Regions from separate parts of the Oryctolagus cuniculus genome. Here region 1 is linked to region 2. Evidence: chromatin contacts called from public Hi-C data. All regions are on one chromosome and are shown on one strand. Each heading gives the region's core, a stretch centred on a gene start, on an enhancer-like site or on the middle of the called end of the contact. The rest is flanking DNA. Distances are from core to core; before and after follow the strand shown.

Evidence for each region. A called contact is a pair of places that touch in the nucleus more often than the background predicts.
Region 1: a contact with region 2 is called in a Hi-C map of an unstated tissue, with 2.2 times the contacts expected there. The contact joins the enhancer-like site here to the promoter of KCNJ8 in region 2. A contact is called at or near these places in 2 of 6 Hi-C or Micro-C datasets (psoas muscle and an unstated tissue).

Annotation. Positions count from the first base shown.
Region 1 is chr9:119,108,974-119,116,090 of mOryCun1.1, reverse strand. ABCC9 (ATP binding cassette subfamily C member 9) reads left to right here. Exons shown (of 41, transcript NM_001082044.1): 31 at 4,938-5,040. All of the region lies in intron 1 of LOC108176990 (a long non-coding RNA gene), which reads right to left. Among named protein-coding and RNA genes, the nearest start is that of KCNJ8, 55 kb to the right of the region's middle. Within about 2 kb of position 5,075, at least 1 of the 8 cell types and tissues checked has an H3K27ac peak or open chromatin away from gene starts, as enhancers often do.
Region 2 is chr9:119,053,811-119,061,296 of mOryCun1.1, reverse strand. KCNJ8 (potassium inwardly rectifying channel subfamily J member 8) reads left to right here and starts at 3,476. Exons shown (of 2, transcript NM_001082140.1): 1 at 3,476-3,849. The coding sequence starts at 3,476. It overlaps LOC108176990 (a long non-coding RNA gene), which reads right to left and starts at 2,593. Exons shown (of 5, transcript XR_007921056.2): 1 at 2,458-2,593.

The sequences.
Region 1 (7,117 bases), core at 3,826-6,325, 53 kb before region 2:
TTCTAGTAAGCAAACACTTTAATATCTCTACCTAGATCAAACACAGAGCGAGAAGGACTACGGGTCTGTCTGTAGGCAACATCTTTGGAATGGACCTTAATTCAGGCTTGTCTTCCTCCTCCCTAGATTAGATTATAATAACGTGATAGTGACAAATGTTACCACTTAGCAGGGCAGACCTTGTATTCCCACCAGGGAGAAGAATTCAAGTCAGTTGAGAAAATAAACCATCTAAGAACTAGGCAAAGAATCAGGATTCTGGTATTATTGAAACTAAACAAATGAGCACTTTTATGAAGAAATTGAATGATCACTGGTAGTAGAAACATAAAATAGCTTAAATGAAAAGGACTTAAAAGTGTCCATTGGATATGACTGCCATGAAGCAATTGGTGATGTTAGCAAGAGCAGTAATGGTAAAGTGGAGAGGACTGAGGTCAGAATTCAGAGCACTGAAGAATTAACTAGAAATTGGAATATGCAAATAGCATGGAAAGGGCTCAATGTTTTTACTGTCATTTTTAAGAGGGCAATGGGGTAGACACTTCTAAAGACTGAGGGAAGAAGTGGAGATAGGGGCAGGATGTGACAATTCATGGAGCAGATTTTCGTGTAGGACTAGCCGGGATGCATTCAAGTGCCCAAGTGGAGAGACCAGTGCAGCTTGATCAGGAGGAATTGATTCACAGCTCCTCCATGAAGGGTAGGGAAGGGAAGGGAAGGACGCAAATGGACTCAGAAAAGCTGGCAGGTAGAGCAGCAGCCAGTGGGTGGATTCAACAGCCAACAGCCTCTGTCTTCTCCTTGGAGGGCCACATGAGCTCATCTCTCAGAATGACAGGGATAAGAATTGCTAGAGCATCTTGAAGGGAATGAGGGTTTAGGCTGAAAGTGGAAATTAACCCAGGGTCAAGGTTCAGATTTTCCAGTTATCTTCTTCACTGGACACATGGGTAGAATTTTGCATTATTATTCCAAGTTTTATGTTAGGAAAATTATCAGTAGCTGTAACAAGAACAAAAATACTACATCAAGATCCAATGCTTGACATACAGTTGGAAGAAACAAAAGATGGCTCAGCTTCTATGTAGAACTACCTATGGGGTGGGTGCTGTGGCACAGCTGGTAAAGCTGCTGCCTGTGGCACTGGCATCTCATATGGGCACCGGTTTGAATCCTGGGTGCTCCACTTCCGATCCAGCTCCCCACTAATGTGTGTGGGAAAGCAGCCGAGGATGGCCCAAGTCCTTGGGTCCTTGCTCTGATGTGGGAGACATGGAAGAAGCTCAGCCATTTGGGGAGTGAACCAGCAGATTGATGACCTCTCTGCCTCTGCCTCTGCCTCTCTCTAACTCTGCCTTTCCAATAAATAAAAAAAATTTTAAAAATAAAAATAACAAATAGAATTATTTGCATCCAGATGTAGCTTTTCCAGAGTTCATATGTAAAGTAAATTATCATAAATACCATAAATAATAGCACTTTATTTTTTAAAGAGCTATTTTTTTGAAAATCAGAGTTACACAGAGAGAGGAGGAGAGGAGAGAGAGAGGTTTTCCATCCGCTGGTTCACTCCCCAGTTGGCTGCAATGGCTGGAGTTGTGCAGATCCGAAGCCAGGAGCCAGAAGCTTCTTCCAGGTCTCCCACATGGGTTTAGGGGCCCAAGGACTTGGGCCATCTTCTACTGCTTTCCTAGGCCATAGCAAAGAGCTGGATCAGAAGTGGAGTATCCAGGACCTAAACCGGCGCCCATAGGGGATGCCGGCACTGCAGGCAACGGCTTTACCCGCTATACCACAGCACTGGCCCCAAATAGCAGCATTTCCTAAAATCAAAAACAGTCTTGAAACTGTGGGAATGGCCCTGCTGTCATAGATAGAATTCTAGACTCTTTACATTTGGTACTTGTGCTCAGACCATGTTCTTTTCCGTCCATCTGTTCCTTTCTTCCAAGCTACCCAGAGTCCCCAGAGCCCTGAGCCCTTTCGGAAAGTTAATATTTACTGATGAGACTCCGTTTCCTCCCCGCGTCCAGGGTTCATGGTGTACTCACATGAAGCCGTGAACTCCCTCAAGTAGTTGACCACAAAGCTTCACAGTTAAATTCGACTGGGATTCCTGTGACCTTTCCTATTTTTATTTTTTTGTCTGACAGAATAAAGGTCTAAGAATGTTCAGAAGATGAGCTGGATGCGGATGAAAAGATACAGACTGAGTGTGTCAAAGTTTCCATTAGGAAAACACAAGGTTTCTTGCCAAATAGAAACACACAGAAAGAATGTTCGCTGCATTTCACCCCTCCCTCTCCCTGCTGCTCCACATCATTGCCAGCTCCATTTACAAACCCTTTAAGAGCTTATCTGAAAGACTATCCCAAAGGGAAGGGAGAGCAAAGAGGAGTCCAGGCAAGGCACTGTTTCAGGATCCAGTGTGTGGGCGTCCATTGGCTGTGGTCCAGCTGGCCCCATCTCCAGTCTCTCCCATACCTGAGTGCTCTAAGGACAGGGGTCTGTCTCGAGCCCCCTAAACATGTTGGGCTTTCTCACTTTTGTGCATTTGCTCATGTTTTTCCCACTACGTAGAATACTTGGGTCACTTGAAAAATTGAGTTCCTCCCTTAAAACCTCACTCGGACTATCCTCCCTATCCTCATCCCACCCTCTGCTCCGTTCTCCCTTTTCCACTGACTTCTCTGGGTCACTGAAAGCCATGCCCTGCCTTCACGTGCATGCGCCACTGCATGCATAGGGTCGTTAGCACTCAATCCTGTGCTGCACCACGCCGTCCTTGCTTGTTAATACAAAGAGCTTCCTTCCTTCCCCGGACAGTGGGCTCCTCAAGTGACGAGGTTACATCGTGTTCCTCCGTATAGCCCCAGGGTCTAGCATGACATCTCACTTGTAGCTGATACTTTGTAAATGTTTCTGAATTATGGATAAACATCTCCTTAACCTTTACCTACTGAGTCCAGAAAGAATGAGTCTTTCATGTGCATACCGCAGTTCATGTCTGCTGTCTCAGGAAATCCAGCAGATCCTTCCTGCCTGTTGGTTAATCACTATATTCTTCCCTAAAAGAATCTGGAGGGAAGCAAGCTCCTTGGATATCTTAGTGTCACCCCAAAGCATTGTCTCTCAGCACAGGTCCTATGTGCGTGGCATTTGGGCCAAGGCTGCACACTTCCAAGTGACATCATTATTTGGATCTGACTGCTGATCCTTCGATAATTGTAGATGATCAGATGTTGCTGCTGTCTGAAGAAATTATTTCTCTGACTTGGAATATTGGAATGATCCCATTTCTTGGATAAATATCAAGTATCTGCTTTATGCTGGCCGGTATGGATTGCTTCAGTGGCCATGTGCACAGCCTACCTAGGACTTCTTCACTCTCTGACTCAAGGATGGTTTATCCTGAAGTTTTGCAATTTTATTTGAAGATGTGAGGGGATTGGAACAGTCTTTTCAACTAGGAGTCACTTCTTGTCTGTCACTGAAACTTGGCCATTCCTTATAAGCATAACTGATTGATGGCAGAGTCTATATGAGACAAACCATGGCCACAAGGAGAGAATAATCCATATTTTGATTCAGCATTTCCCCAATATTCAAACTAGCTATCTTGATTAAATTAGCCAGGTTTCCATTGTTTCTGGTATTCTGGGGGTAGTAATCAAGCAATGAAAGAAGACTATTTTGGGGGATTTAGAAAAAAAAATGACACTATTTGTCATGAGCTGCTGTGAGATGGTAACCCACATATTCAAATATACAGGCTTTTATTAACAGCTTCTCTCTTTTTTTTTTTTTTTTTTTGACAGGCAGAGTGGACAGTGAGAGAGAGAGACAGAGAGAAAGGTCTTCCTTTGCCGTTGGTTCACCCTCCAATGGCCGCCGCGGCCGGCACGCTGCGGCCGGCGCACCGCGCTGATCCGATGGCAGGAGCCAGGAGCCAGGTGCTTTTCCTGGTCTCCCATGGGGTGCAGGGCCCAAGCACCTGGGCCATCCTCCACTGCACTCCCTGGCCACAGCAGAGAGCTGGCCTGGAAGAGGGGCAACCGGGACAGAATCTGGCGCCCCGACCGGGACTAGAACCCGGTGTGCCGGCGCCGCTAGGCGGAGGATTAGCCTAGTGAGCCGCGGCGCCGGCCTAACAGCTTCTCTTAAAAATAAGTTACACAGAATTGATTCTGATGATGTTGAACATGAAGAATGAACTTAATTTGTCAGGGATTAGTGTTCAAATTGTATGTATCCTAGAACCCCCTTGGACCATGAGTTCCTTTTGTGCAGTGACCATCCTTACAAACTGGGAGCTTTTCGACTATAGATATCTTAGAAGAGCAGTTGACATCTACAAAGCTCTCTATCCTGTATTTCTTGCCACCCCAATTTCCATCTTTGGTTGTCAGAAACACCAAGCAAAAAGAGAATTTTAAAAGAATATCTTTGCCGCTGCCCTATGCGAAGTTTCCTGTCCTCCCCAATTCTCCTCCAGCACCTCCCACCCAGTTCTTAACTCTGTCACTTGGGAAAGTAAAATAAAAGTCATATAAATCAGGTAAAGTCTGCTGCACATTGCACTTCTGTGCAACTCACGCTGCTGATTGAAAGGTGACTGCAATGTTAGCCGTGCTTCTTTTCATAGCTACCATAATGATGTGGAAATTTATGAAATAATATTTAATAGACCTTGTTGTCAGGAAGACTCCTTTTCCTAGTAGGGATGTGAGAAAGGAAAGAAACACTTGACCCCGGCTTCTCTGCTAAGAATGCAGCAGAACAGTAGCAGCTGCTCTTTATTTCGAGGGAGGAGTCCATTTCAGCCCATCAGTTTGTCACTATTTGTTGAGTAAATAGCGTAGTAGCAAGTGTGACTGGTTTTTATTACTTCTTGTGTTGTGTGGCTAACATCATCATACTTTTGTTTTCTGCAGGCATGAAGCCAGATTTAAGCAACGTATGCTGGAACTGACGGACACAAACAACATTGCCTACTTATTTCTCTCAGCTGCCAACAGATGGCTGGAGGTCAGGACGGTACGTTCATTTCAGGATTTCGAAATGGAAACCAAGCAGAGAAGGGGCCTGCTGCGAAGAGGCTGGGAGTTGTAAAAATTAGTCTTCCACTGGGATCCAGCACTAGCTTCGCATTTGCTGGCCTTTTAAATAGATCAGGTTTGTTTAGGTCACGGATGAAGTCTGTCATAATGTTTTAGCTAATGGCAAGACAAATAGCCAGAAAAGCAGAAATTCATTCTGTGTTCATTAGTCTGTAGACTACATAAGTTAATGGAATGGCAAATATTTGTATAACTTCAGTTTTTTTCTCCAAAGAGCAAATTTGACTAGTGAACAGATGTACTCATTTTCTCCACTGAGCTGGACAGACCTGAGAGAGAGCACACAACTTTTGGTGTTCTAAGCCAGTGGAGGATCACATTAGCACAAAAGGAAAAAAAAAGTGGTTGATCATCTATTGCTTCCTCCATTCCGTATGATAGAGAACAAGCTGTGACACTGTGTGGACTAGGTCTAACATGTGCGTTGCTGTGATTCGTAGTTTGTCAGTGATAAAATAACAATATGTACTTATTGAGGGTATTATATTTAAAAATAATATCAGTCATCTAGTACTACAATTTATAAATGCATTCAAGAAATGCCTTTTGAATGGTTGAATGAAAGAATGAATGAATGGAAATAGTACCTGTCCTACTGAGTGGGTCGTAAGTCAACCAGCCAGACTGAAGTTGGAGGCAGATGAGCTAGAGGTCCTACAAGGGAAGGAATAAATTTTTCTGGGGCAGGTGTTGTGGTGCAGAGGTAAGGTACCACCTTCAATGCCCACATTCCCTATCAGAGTGCTGGTTCCAGTCCTGGATGCTCCACTTCTGATCCAGTTCCCTGCTAATGCACCTGGGAAAGCAGTGGGAGTTGCCCACCTCCACCTCTACTCCCCATGTGGGATACCTGTATGGCATTCCAAGCTCCTGGCTTTGGCCTGGCCCAGCCCTGGTCTTTGCAGTCCTTTGGAGGGTGAAACAAAAGTTAAGTCATTGATTAGTGGAAACAGAATGATATGGAGCCTTGGACACCCTTGTGAGTCTTAATTAGGATTTCTCACTAGGTTGTTGAGATTCAAAGCTCACGAGAATTGGGGATTTATCCTCATGGTTACAGCACCAGTTAAGATGCCTACATCTCACATCAGAGTGTCTGGACTGAATGCCTGGCTGCAGTTCCTGAGGCCAGTTTCCTGTTCATGCAGACCTGGGAGGCATCCGTAGTGGCTACGGTACTTGGGGTCCTGCCACCCAGCATGGGAGACCTAGATGAAGCTCCTGGCTCCAAGCTTTGACTAACAAGGATGGGTTTTATGCATCATTTGGGGAGTAAACCAGCAAATAGAAAAGGATCTCCATCCATCTCTCTCTCTCTCTCTGTCTCTCTCCCCCTCCCTCCCCCAAATAAATTTTTTTTAAATAAATAAATCATGGGCATGGAATTGAATGATAATTTTATTTTGGTGCCAAAATGTGTTGAAATATCTGCATAATTTTTTTCATAGTAGGTATTTTCCATGAACCTTTTGAAGACCCTTAATGTACATAGATCTCAAAAATTTTTTGTACCAAAATAAACTTACCCTCTAATTAATTCCATTTACAATCACATTTCAGAGTACCTTCATATAAGTGATTATGTAAAATTTTTTCAGCAATACACCATAATTATATTTCACAAATTATTGAGATACGCATGTGCAGCACGCATCTTCAAGCAAACCACATGTTCTGTCTGCGTAGCCAGAAGACAAAGACTGTGGAGGCCCATGACTGCCAAGAAAGGGCAGGTCAGGAAACATTAGGGAGGAAAAGCAGCCAAACTGAGAGGGATTTCATTGAGTTTGTCCCAAAACGTTCACACACACACACACACACACACACACACACACACAAACGGGAAAAAGCAATTGATTCTGCCTACCTAGAAAGGAATTCTAGTTCCACCTGCTGAGAACCAAGGGAGAGACTGACACTCTAAAAACAATGCCTTTTGTGCTGTTGCTTTATAATACCTTTCTCGTGACCTCTTCTCTTTGCTTTCTGTGTTT
Region 2 (7,486 bases), core at 2,227-4,726:
ACATAGATTTGTATGTTGCCTGCTGACATAACCTGTTAGCCAAGGCTTCATTCTTTGTGTAATAGTTTCAGTGCACTCTTCCGCCAGCCATAGAATTTTGGAGCTCAAGGGACTGGAAAGGCATCCCTGAAAGCCACTATATCATATCCTCTGCTTCTTGATAAATCCTCCTAAAACAAGCTCTTATTTTTTATTGTCTGATCAAATTTTTTTAATTTATTTATTTGAAAAGCACAGTGACAGAGAAAGATCTTCCATCCACTGGTCAACTCTCAAATGTCTGCAACAGCCAGAGCTGGGCCAACTGCAAGCCCCGAGCCCTACCAAGCCTGGACTTCCATCCAGGTGTATCACGTCAGTGGGTCAGACCCAGGCAGCTGAGCTATGTCCCAGCTCTCTGCTATGTCCCATTAGCAGGCAGCTGCTTTGCAAGCCAAGACTCAAATCCAAGACTCGAACCCAGGCACTCTGCTATGCAACGTGGATGTCCCAAAGCAGGGTCTTAACTGCTGAACCAAATGCTTGCCCCCTCTTTCAATCTTTCCACACCTCACCATTACTGTTGAAAGCAGTCCGGGTCCCTTGGCAAACCTTTTAAGCTATCTTATTCTATCTACATTTTGTTTCCGGATCCCAACATGCTTTCCCAAACTTGTTTTCCATTCATTGATTGAAAAATATTTTTTGAGCACCTCTGTACAGTGCTCCATACCCTCGAGCAGTTCTTCGCATGGGGATAGGCTTAGGTAGGACAGGAATATGAATAAGTCATTATGTTTTAAGAACGGTGGTGACAGAGCCTGCTTAGCAGAGTCCTGGATTCCAGTGCCCAATCCCACATGGCTTCAGCAATGCTGATTAAATTAATCATCTTTCTAACATACAGCCCACTCTTACCATACTCCTGGACTGTGCTCATGCCATTTCCTCTCTGTGGAATGTTTTTCCTCTGATTTTCTCTATACTCCAAATATATCTAATCAGATGTCCAATAATCCACAGTATTTCTTTAGTCTGAGTCTTAAATGTCTCTAATTTGAACTCTCATTTTGTTGTATTTACTTTCAATTTCTAATCATTCTTGCGTGCATTAAATTATCAATGTCTTTTATAATTAACTTTCTTTAGCATCAGCAATAATCATTTACATATTTATATATTTCTAGATATGCAAACCTAAAAAATTAACTTTACAAAATAGGAGTCTGAGTTAAAATAATGGATAATAAATTGTACAGCAAACTTAATTGTAAAATAAAAGTGCAAGGGATCAACTTCACAAACAGATATTCACACACTACTGCAAAAACTAACGAGAGTACATAAAAGCAACCAGTAACAGACCAGGTTCCCTAGGCATGAAGGGGTTAAGCACATCTCTCCACAAGGGGGAAAAACTATCCATCTGCCTTCATTAAATACTAATTTTAGGATTTCTGGTCATTACACACAGTGTTTATGCTCCATACACTTTTGGCCTTGAATCTTGGAAAATGCATGATATTTTCAAGAATTCAAGTATCCATTAACTCAAGTGCCAAAAGCACGACGCAGTTCGACCTGTAGGAGAAAGCCCATTCATTTGTCTCCGCTGGCTCGTTTGCAACAAGCTATGGGAAGTTAACCGCCCTATGCTCATTCCTGCGCGCCACTGGCCTGTCTTATCCATCAGACACTCCAGACAAGAGCGCGAAGCCACAGGCTGTCAGGGGGCAGCCCATTGCTGCAGCCCGCAGGGCCGGGTCAGTGCTCCAGTGTTGACAGCGGTCCTGATTGGGGTAACATTTCTTCATTGGACGAGAACACCAGTCCTTTTCTGGTTTTTTTTTTTTTTTTTTTTTTTGGTCGTGGTAGTTGTGTGTGTTAATTCCCTGAGAAGTGGCTGAAGCTTCAGGACACCAACCACCGGCACCGTTCCTTTTCGACGGAAATTTAACACCAGTTTCACTGTGTGTGCTGTACACAGCTTGAACGCCTCGCAAGAATATCTTTGCATCTCTCTCTTACTCTCGCTTAATTCAGCCTGAAATAGCCCAGCTATCTGCCCAGGTTACAAAATAAAGTGAAAATAAAAATACAGATCGCCTTACGTCAGCTATCTTGGACTGCACAGCTCTCCCCCTCGCGCAGAGCCTTTTAAAGCCTGCGGTGTCCCGCGAGCGCAGGGGGTCGCGGCTACTGGGAACCCAGCGCGCACGGCGGGCCCCGCCCTCCCCGGGCCGCCCCTCCCCCGGCCCGGGCCCTCCCGCCCCCACCCCTGGCGCACATCAGAGCCCTCGCGGGGAAGGCTGATTTTGAGGAGCATCCCTCCCAAGCTCCGTGCCCCCAAAACCTCGGCTGCAGCCAGCAGGGGCCCAGGGCGCAGCGCTGAGCCGGGGGAGGGGAAAGGGGGGTCCACACCCACCCACCCACCCACCCCTTCCTCCAGCCCTCCCCGCGCGCGGACTCCCCGTGCACCTTTAGTTTTATCGCTCTGCAGCTTGGGACCAGCGGCGCCCGGATCCGTGCCTCCGGCGCTGGGGCCCCGGCTTCCCGCGCGGCGCCGGCATGGGAGCGCCGTGGAGCCGCCCGCGGTGCGCCCGCGGGAGCCGCGAGGGGCAGCGGCCGCGCGCGGGGCTCGCAGTCTGTAAGTCTCGGCGCGCCTCCGGGGCACGGGAGGGGGAGGCTGCCCGCGTCCCCGCCAAAGGCTGAACAGGCCAAGCACCGCGGCGCTGCCTTGACCCCGCCACAGCCCGCAGCCCACGGCGCTGCGGGTTTGCGCGCAGATCGGGTTTGCCCCGTTCGTTGCAAAGAAGTTTGGAGTGTGGCGGGACTCCACAGGCAACTTTTTCGTGCGTTTTTGGAAACGCAGCTCGCCCTTCCTTCCCCTTGCAAACTATTCTTCGTTATGTTCGAGTTGCGTAGCGCACTGAATGTGATTGTGTGAGGTTGCTTTTAACGAGTTCCTAAGACGCACGAGGCCACGCGGCCTCTGCTGTTGTAAAAACAGGGGAAGAATTTTCTCCCTCTTTACTTGTACTATTGCTCCATCTGTCAATGCTCCAGTACCCAGCTGGTCTCGGTTTTCCTCCTCCGCGCCGCGCGCAGGTGCCTCTGAACTCACGGGCAGATGCGGTTAATCGGTTAATCGCAAAGAATTATTTTAGCGCTTGCTGCCTCCAGGCTGCCTCCTGCTTTATTGAACGGAGCCTGTGCCCCCCAAGTGTGTTCGGAATGACGACATCCAAACAATGGTCCCGATTCCAATCAGATTAACTTTGCTGCGAGCCCAGAACCTAACCAAGCGCAGCCAGTCGCGGTTTTTTTGTTTGTTTTGGCTTGTCCCGGAGTAGGACTACAGAGGTGAGCAACTGACGTTCGGGGGGGTTCTTTCTTCCAGTGTTTAATCCACATTTCCCTCTGCAGGAGGACGGGTCCCCAGGGCAGCAGAGGCTGGGCAGAGGCAGGTGGATAGGCTGGCTATGCTGACGGGACCATGTTGGCCCGAAAGAGCATCATCCCGGAGGAATATGTGCTGGCGCGCATCGCCGCGGAAAACCTGCGCAAGCCGCGCATCCGCGACCGCCTGCCCAAAGCGCGCTTCATCGCCAAGAGCGGGGCCTGCAACCTGGCGCACAAGAACATTCGCGAGCAGGGGCGCTTCCTGCAGGATATCTTCACCACCCTGGTGGACCTCAAGTGGCGCCACACGCTGGTCATCTTCACCATGTCCTTCCTCTGCAGCTGGCTGCTCTTCGCCATCATGTGGTGGCTGGTGGCCTTTGCCCACGGCGACATCTACGCCTACATGGAAAAGGGCGGCATGGAGAAGAGTGCTTTGGAGTCCACAGTGTGTGTCACCAACGTCAGGTGGGAGCGCGCGGGGGGCGAGGCTGGGGTTGAAAGTGAGGCAGCAGCAAAATGTTAGGATGCCCTTCCTCTTAGCATCCTGTTATTTTGCTGGAAAAAAAAAAGATCAAGGGTTTCTTTTAGATCCTTCAGAAACAAAAAAGCAACATGACAGGGAGAAAAGCCACAGCCAACACATTGCAAATCTTTCTAAGTGTAGCTTTGTGGATGAAGAGTCCCTGAAAGTGTGACACTTCCATTCTTGGCGCTGGCCCGAGTGCTACACCTCGTATTCAACAACTGTAGGTTAATGAATTCCACAGCACCCCTTACTCCAAGAAGGCACTCATTCAGTTTCAGTTTGAAGAAGCTGTGCATTGTTCCAGTGTCAGTGGTAATAATCTGGTTATCAAAAAAAAAAAATCACTGTGTGACTGTTGGTACTATTTTTCCATGAATTCTCTCATGCATAAGTGTGTTCAAAAATTAGAAAATGGAGAAGGCAATGTGGGGGGGTGTCCTGGATTTTAAAAATCTACTAAAAATTTAATAACTGAAATAAATATAAGCTCTTCTTTATCAAGATCATCTTAACAGAGCTGATTGAATTTTAAAACCCAGTGAAGGCAAAGTTAAGATTCAGAGTAAGATCGTATTAATTTTTAATGAAACTTAGTCCCAAATTTTCATGGAAGAGGTTATCTGGAAATAAATTAATGTTGTGGTCTTCTTTCAAAGTTGTAAGAGAACAAGACAGTCTTCTATTACCTAACTTTGGCTTCTTCCTTGATCATTAAGTATTTCAAGAAGTGCTAAGGTACATTTTATTTTAGTGATTGCCCTCTCAATTCTCGCATGGCCTAAGCGGATTTAGTTGGACTGTTTGTTTTGTTGAAAGACAGAGATAATTTATATCAATTGCAAAAAAAAAAAAGTTCTCTTAGAAGCAAAAAGATAGAAATAATACAGGAAAAATTTCCAGGGCATATTCTGAATAAATTTCCCAATTCAAAGCATGCACAAAGCAAAGGACCTTGAACAGGACTGCACTGCCAGGAAACTGTAAAGAATGAGACTTTTCATGACCCTGAAGTCCTAGGAGACCTGCTTTGCGCTGCTTTGCACTGCAAGAAGCAAAGCAGAGTGAGCTTGTGCACTGTTTCCTTTGCTCTGTGGCTGCAGTGCCTGCCCTGGAGGGAGGGAAGCAGTAGTCGTATTCACAGAGCCCAACCACAGACTCCAGCTGAGATTTTGAGGACAGAAAATGATATTGAATGGACCCATTACTTTTACCACCAGTAGATATTATTTTCTTTTCTCAAATTTGTCAACAATTTTGGCCTCAAAGTTAAATGTAGGCGAAAAATACAGGTGATCATTAGCATACTAGTTTTAGAACAAAGCACTATTTCAGAAGTATTTGGAGGTCAGTTGTCGTGGTCTATAATACTGTGTTTTTCTTTTGAAAACCTATACAGATAATGTAAATCATTCTCATAGCAAAAAATATTTTAATAAATACATAGCAGATATTGATAAAAAAGGTGCATGCAATAATAAAAACTTTGAAAATAAATGACAGATTTTATTCACAGGACAAATATATCACCTTTTTCCCAGGAAAAAGAAATTAGACAATTTTAAATATAGAGATTATGAAAAGTGATAGCCTTTCAATGTTTTTTAGACGAATTTCAGAGTGTACTGGTTATTAAAAGCTGTTTACTGCTACTTCCTATTTTTCAAACAAGATGCATTCTGAAGCACATTCTGTTTCCTGTAGCATTTCAGTTGGTGTCAACAGACGTCATGTCAAAAATACAATGGGAAAAAGTTGATTTTCTCAGCAGAATAATTTTAACATTTTAAATTGCACTTTTTACTCAATTGTTTGACTTTCTAAGGTTTCTTAATTATTTTAGTGTTATGGTACTATTTAAACTTTAATCTCTACATAGCTTAATCAGAACAAACCAGCCATAACAATTTTTTTTTCCTGAAAGTATAGACACAGAGAAATCTTTATTCACTCCCAAAGGGATCTCAAAGGATGATTAATAGTAATTCTTACTCTTTGCCTTTCCTTTATTTTCATAAGTTCAATGTCCAACCACAGTATCAAAATTGAAAGCAATGTTTTTCAATGGATATTCATCCGTGTTTCCTAACAAGTTTGGCCATTCTTATTTTATAATGACTCACTTTCTCCTCTGTATAGATGCCGTTCTAACATGAGTCAGAAAATAGAGCAACGCATTTCCTCCTTCTCATTATTCAACCTAGCTTTCTCTGTCACAGAACCAAGGAGCAGCTACTTAATTTTCGTTCTTGAGATTGCTTTGCATAAAATGCTGGATCTTGCAGGTTATGTAAGGTTTAGAATTGAATTTTTTCCATAAAATAAATGATATGCAAAATATGGCAGGTGAATGGTCTCTCGAAGCATTAGAACAAGACATCTGGGGCTGTTCTTCAGTAAAGCATGAATGTGTTATTGGAGACTGTATCGTATCCATGCCCCTCATCTGTGGGTCATTCCTGTTCTTTACCATGGTTCTGGATCATATCATTTATCTTATTGTGTTTAGCTGGTGCAAAAAAAAGCAATTATTCTATTTTTTTCAATGAATTCTTTTTGCCACACAAGAGGAAAAAGTTAACTTTTGCACTCCACTTAACAGCTAGCAAAGAGTCATCGGTATATACATGCCTACCCCTCTTGGGTTCCTGTTGAATTGCACTCTGTATGCCAAGGACTCCAAAGTTTTCCCACCTTGCTCACTTATTGTGCCTGGCTAATGCATGGTTTATATTTACAAAATGAGAGAAGTTTGAAATGGGGGTTAATTGCAACAATAAGGCTCATATTGTTTCTATGAAGAAGCCACAGGAATACTGGATATGCGGTTAAATGAGTAAATTCATAACCACCAAACATGTTGACTCTCAACCAGCAGCTTCAGAATGATTTAAGAGCTTTTCAAGGGTCTTTACAAAGTCCAACCTGAGCCTTGTGAATCAACACCTATTCACTAGGATATGGAGATACACAGTTTGCAGACACATCCCAAGAAAATCCCGACACTTCCTGGCTCATTCACTTTGCCCCTTTCAGAGCAGTAGGCAGGAATGGAAAGGACTCAAGCTCGTCATCATTACAAGATCTTTACCCAGTTATTTACTGAGCTTTGATTCAAATTCTTCCTATAATAGCTTCAATATTCTCTACATCACTTAGAGAACAAAATGAGATATCTCTAAAAACCTATTATTTTGAAATAGTAAGGCATACTTTTACATTTAAAATCCTATTTTTCAGAACTGATGTGTTTTGCACCCATCCTCACTGTATTTTATACTGTATAAGGTACACAAGTGTTAGCTATTGAATAGGAATTTAAAGGTTATGAATGCCTTCTATAAGATTCACGTCTCTTAAACACAGAAATGCCAGCAATACTAAGTACCTGGTACCAAGTTTTATCAAGTAAACTATGCCTTGTGAAAATAGAGTGTTTGACAAAGTAAAATATGCCTACAAACATATAGGTATGTTTATTAGGTTAAGCTTTTACAGAACTAGACATATCTCTGTAGACCTGGAAAGCATGGATAGACTTGCCCCCAAGAAGGCTGGAGGTCGAGACAGACATCTGGA